2 separate regions of the Mus musculus genome follow, and region 2 is linked to region 1. Evidence: chromatin contacts called from public HiChIP or PLAC-seq data. All regions are on one chromosome and are shown on one strand. Each heading gives the region's core, a stretch centred on a gene start, on an enhancer-like site or on the middle of the called end of the contact. The rest is flanking DNA. Distances are from core to core; before and after follow the strand shown. Region 1 has its middle 14 kb from the start of Gm46229. Region 2 overlaps Arid5b (AT rich interactive domain 5B (MRF1-like)).

Region 1 (2,791 bases), core at 172-2,671:
CACTCAGAAGTTAAAGCCACCAAGATGGCTCAGGGGCTCAGTGCCTGCCCACCATGCCTGATGGCCTGCTGCTATCACTCCCCAGGCAGCAAGCATATGGTGCAAGATAAGAACTGAGCCCCCCACCCCAAAGCTGTCCTTTGTCTTCCAGATAATGCATGTGTGCATGCACCTGCCCAGATGCACCCGCTAACCCCCACACACAAATAAATAAAAATATCTAAATAAAAAAAAGGAAGGAAGGAGAGAGAGAAGAGGGGTTATAGAGATGGCTTGGTGGCTTAGAGCACCTGCTGTCCCTGCAGGGGACCAGGTGATTCCCAACACTGTTCAGCTGACAAGTGTCTCTAACTCCAGTTCCAGGGGATCCGATGCCCTCTTCTGGTCTCTGTGTGCACTGAACACACAGGGCGAGCACACAAACGAGCATGCACATATGCACACACATAAATAAACTTTTCAAAGAATGACTAAGTAACTTAGGGTCGAGGAAGGGAGGGAGGGAGGAAGACACCAGGGTCCGCTTCTGATCTCCAGGTGTCCGTGCTCGGGTCAGCACACCTGCACACGCCTGCACGCGTGTGCTTATGTCTGCACAAATGAAGGCATAGTCTAATTAAACATAGAGTGCGAATAATGCTTCCATGAAGTAAAACCTGCCTCGGCTGTGGTAAGCGCCTCACCCACCCCAGCCACTTAGGACATTTCCTTTGCAACAGTGGGTGTCGGTGTCAGCCAACAGCACCGGCATCCTGCGCTGTAGGATGGAAAATGGGACCTGTATGAAAATGAGACTTTGCCTAGCAGGCTACTTTTTTAGTTACTTCTCTCTGTGGTGAGGTAAAATAGTCCTTCTCCCATTTTAATCAAGCCTACGATGAAGCAGAGAGTCAGGTTCCCTATAAGGAGAGACAAAGTCTTGTAGCCTGGCACTGCCATGTCATAAAACTAACTGTGGTTTTGGGGTGTCGGTCTACCACCAGCAGAGAGTAAATGGAGGGGGAAATCTCTGGCAGGGCTGCGTTCTGGATGAAGCTCTTTGCAGGTCGGTGAACTCAGCGAAGTGCCAGACTTCTGTGTAGGAAGGCCAGCAAACACCTCCCTGGCATAACTGGAGGTGTGTAACAAGGCCCTGCTGGCCATAAAATTGCTCTTCCCAAAAACCTACAGCGGTTTGGGCATCCTCTGCAAGATGCACCTTAGTCCAACGGTGGTTGCACCCCAGAGCACGCGCGCGCGCGCGCGCCACACACACACACACACACACACACACACACACACACACACACACGATGGAGCTGGCAAAGTAGTGAAAGGCAGAAAAAGAAGTATGATCACGGGAGGCCCTGTCAGTGAAGACGCTGTGGAAAATGAAGGCTTTGAGGATGGCACAGCTTAGAAGGGGAAGTGTGGGTTGGAGCGGGGAGAGGAGTCTCAAAACCCAGTGAGTGACTGGACTGGAGAGTGCCTTCGCCTTAAAGGGCCGGCTGCACAGGCGCCAGAACCTGAGCGCTGGCCCCTCCCCCTTCCTCCTGATCTGTATCCTGCTGAAGGAAACACTGAAAGTGGCTGATTCCTAGGAGACAGAAACTAAGGCTCTCTCCCCTTTGTGCTGGAGTCCCGGGAATGCACGACCTGCCATTATACTTAAAGTTTGTCCCACTAAATCCGCATCCAGTTCTTTTGCGAAATCGTGTGAGAACTGCTTCAGATATAAAGTCCTTCATGCAGAAAGAACATTGTCCTGGAAATGGTCAATATTTGGCAGTTTCGGTAAGTGGGTGGAAGATGCTGTCTGCACTATTTGGTCTAGGATGCAAAGCAAGCTCTTTGGGAGGAGCTGTCTGAGCCAGGTTTGCTGGCACACACCTGTAGGGAGACTGAGTTAGAGACTAGCCCAGGTTATACAGAAAGCCTTTATCTAAATAATAATTAATAATAATAAAGGCTCCATACATCAAACAAACCCCAAAACTGTCTCCTGTCTTCCAAATACAGAGTCCTGTGAACCTTCGCTTACCTACCTTTCTTCCTTCCTTCCTTCCTTCCTTTCTTTCTTTCTTTCTTTCTTTCTTTCTTTCTTTCTTTCTTTCTTTCTTTCTTTCTTTCTTTCTTTCTTTTTCTGAGACAGGGTTTCTCTGTGTAGCCCTGGCTGTCCTGGAACTCACTCTGTAGACCAGGCTGGCCTCGAACTCAGAAATCTGCCTGCCTCTGCTTCCCAAGTGCTGGGATTAAAGGCGTGCGCCACCACTGCCCAGCTCGCTTACATTTCTGAAAGCCATGGTGCCATCACAGAAGATGGCACACATGACTGTGAAATGAGGTAAGCAAGAAAGGACCCTTCAGATGTGTGCTGGCCTTGGAGGTGGAAAGTGGGCTCTCTAAATGAGTATGTTACATGTGTGTGCAAATCTGTGCGTGGGTGTATGTCATAAATTCATGTGCACATCTGTGTGCATGTGACATATGTTTATGCATAAACGTGTACACGTATCTCCAAGTTTTATACAATAAAAGGTCTAAATGGCTAAACAAAACACAAAACAAAAACAAAAACAAAACAAAAAACAAAAAACCCCAGCAGCAGCAGTAACAGCAGTAACACTCACACTGAGATCTTGAGATCTTGGATTCTCCGCAGAAGGGATGGGATAGGTGCAGACCTGGCTATAAGAAAGTGGTCGGGACAGCAAAGAAGACAGAGCGCCAACTCAGCTAGGCTGTTCTTGGCAAAAGCAAGTAAATAGCAAAAGTCCAACACCAGGCACGAATCATAAATGCTGGAGGAAGC
Region 2 (2,791 bases), core at 168-2,667, 790 kb before region 1:
GGAAGGGAGGGCGTGTCACTTAATAAATATGAGGGCCCTTTCTTCTTTTGTGCAAAGTGTAAATGACAAGGCCTGCGATATATATTTCTCTGATGCCAGCCTGCTGCTTTTGGTCTTGAGAAAGAGAGGCGAGGCCCCAGGGAGGATTGCAGACTTGGTAAATATAAAATTATCTACCTCAGTTTTTTTTAAAAAAATAATAATAATAAAAAGGGAGAGAGAGTTGGCGAGTTGCCAGATTCCTTACATTACAGTAATAGATTTGCTGACCCCTGGCTTCCGCTGTAGAGAAATGTATTGAATATTTTATAATATCAGACCGAGGCACATCTAAAAACCTAGTGTTCTGAGCGTCATTATTCAACTAGAGATTTAGCAATGCCACAGTTATTTTCCAGCAGGCAATTTCTTGTACGATGATAATTTGCCAGCTCAGACAGTAATAAATCAAGGTTATAATGTCATTGATTTGTTAATTTTAACTTGGGTAGATTTTTAAGTCTCCCTTATTTTTTTTTCTTTCTTTTAAAGGAAGAAGGACAAGGGGTGGGGGGAATCGTGTTTTCACAGTGACTGAATTTAATAAGGATCTCTGTGATAGCAAAAGGCTCCCCTACTGTTTCTGCTTTGAGGTGGAAAAATGTTATTCTTGTATTATTCCTGGGGAAAAAAATAAAATAAAATCTCATGCTGCTCCAAATCTTATGCCTAGGAAAAGCTGGGATTTTTTTCCCCCCTTAATATGTGATGGCTTACCTAGTTCACATCCATTAGTGACATCGTAAATAAGCAGTTTGCTAATCTGAAATAGGAAATCTGGACAAGAAGAAAGACCCATTTATCTCCACAGCCTTCCATCTCTAACCTCAATGCAGACGGGAGGTAGGGGTTTGGGGGGGATCTGGACAGATTTACTAATGAGTATATTTCTTCTCTTTCTCTCTGCTTCTACCCACCCAAGACTCAGCCTACATTCTTTTGAGTTGCAGCACAATGAAAATATTTCTTCTGTGTAATGGATACATTTTTCACGGTGGGGGTGGGGTCATACATGTTTGCTTTTCATCTATACCATCTCAAAGCTGATTAAAATCTTCTCTGCCCTACAAATATTTGAGAATCAATCCTCTGAGAGGCACAGGCATGTTACATTACACTATATCCTTTTATAGGATACAGGCCTACATGGCTTCCTGTATTGGACAACGCTGATCTGAGAGAACTCTAATCTGTTTTTAACGATGACATGTGTGCATGGAACATTGAAACGTTCAGAAACCGATCGTAGCTTTTGTCCTCTGGTGCTGTAGAGAAAAGTTCTAATAATCAGATGATAAAGATCACATCCTGTGGGGGTAATTGGGCTGCACCAGGACAAAACTTACAAAAAAAAAAAAAAAAAAAAGACACTCAAGGAAGTCACAAGCGGAAGTCGCTGTACGAAACAGGGCTTGTTTATGTACTGTGTGGGAATGTGCCCTGTTCCTCAAAGCTCGTATTTCAACTATTTTTCTGTTTCACTGCTGCCTTTCTTGTTTTATTTTGGGAGCCTTTCTCTCTCCTTCTGAGCAACTCTAATTATATTTCAATGATTTAGAAGTGGGGAAAAACCACTCACTTAGTTGACCTACACACACACACACATGCACGCACACTCTCTGGAAGCCTTGAACAAGCAGAGCTTGTATTTGGATTGAGTTTTACCCTTAGTCATGCCTCTTCCCAGATACAAGAAACATTTAATTCCTGATTTCCTGCCTTCTGGCTTCAGGCCTCTGACCAGTAAAGTAAAGATATATTTTGTACTATTGGAGGCTTGCCCGCTGCTAAGTTGAGTCAAAATGAGAAAAGATGATAGGGGGCGGGCGGGGGGTGGGGTGGGAATGAAAATACTGCCCAGCCTCATGAACTTGCAAAATTGTAAGATAACTTCCAGGGATCCCTGGGTGACTCCCCAACCTGTTCTCTGTGTTCCTTCCTCCTCCTCCTCCTTCTCCTCCTCCTCCTCAAGAAAGAGAGTCTCTCGTGATGTCACCATCTCCATTAGACAAGGGAGCCAGGGGGAGGGAGGCACCACAAATGGCAAACGTTGGAATACCAGGGCTTCTGAGCTCCTTGGTTCCCATGGTAACAAAACAAAAGCACAACAAACCTATCTGTCCCAACAATAAAATGTGTTTTCATTAAAATCAATTTAAAATATTTTTCCAGCTCAAAATATTCAATGCATTTTTGCTCCTGGTTGGGGAAAAAAAATCCCTTACTTTCTGATATTGAAAAGGGGATCAAGTCTCAGGCTGAACAATGCAGAAAAGAGAGGAATTGGTGTATGTTGGGGGCTGGGAGGGAGGAGTTGGTGACTTCAGAGATGAGACAAAATAGATTCAAGTATGAACAAGACTGCTTTTTTTCCTCTCTCTCTTCTGCCTAGTTATGCTTTTCATTATATAAACACGTACTATAATATTATGGTGGGAAGCAGGTATTTGGCAACCATATATTATTTTAGTAAGTCTACATGAAGAGAGCCGTTTCCAGTTTTAGCAGCTGTAACGTGTTTAAACTTGGGCTGTAATGGGATCTGAAGATAACTCTCCCCCATGGGTTGTGTTGATCTTCGTGACTGGCTGAGTGCCACACAGAGGCCTCCACAGTATTACCCATGCCTCTTTGCACATGCCATGTCTGTGCATGCTCGCTAAACAGACCTGGGCCCTAAGATTCCATAAATCCACATTTGACTTTTTCTACAATGTGCTTGCTTTTGTTGGTGGTGTCTCAGATGTCTCCA

Evidence for each region. HiChIP or PLAC-seq counts read pairs in DNA pulled down with a chosen protein or histone mark.
Region 2: an H3K4me3 HiChIP or PLAC-seq map of bone marrow-derived macrophages shows a contact between it and region 1, with 5 times the contacts expected there. The contact joins two enhancer-like sites. A contact is called at or near these places in 2 of 115 datasets of contacts at active chromatin or transcription factors (bone marrow-derived macrophages and pancreatic cancer cells).

What each region holds. Positions count from the first base shown.
Region 1 is chr10:67,316,806-67,319,596 of GRCm38.p6, reverse strand. No RefSeq gene overlaps it. Among named protein-coding and RNA genes, the nearest start is that of Gm46229, 14 kb to the right of the region's middle. Within about 2 kb of position 1,421, at least 33 of the 459 cell types and tissues checked have an H3K27ac peak or open chromatin away from gene starts, as enhancers often do. A contact at or near this core is called in bone marrow-derived macrophages, where this site is marked.
Region 2 is chr10:68,104,002-68,106,792 of GRCm38.p6, reverse strand. The region is part of intron 8 of Arid5b (AT rich interactive domain 5B (MRF1-like)); the gene reads left to right. Among named protein-coding and RNA genes, the nearest start is that of Gm51770, 46 kb to the left of the region's middle. Within about 2 kb of position 1,417, at least 191 of the 459 cell types and tissues checked have an H3K27ac peak or open chromatin away from gene starts, as enhancers often do. A contact at or near this core is called in bone marrow-derived macrophages, where this site is marked.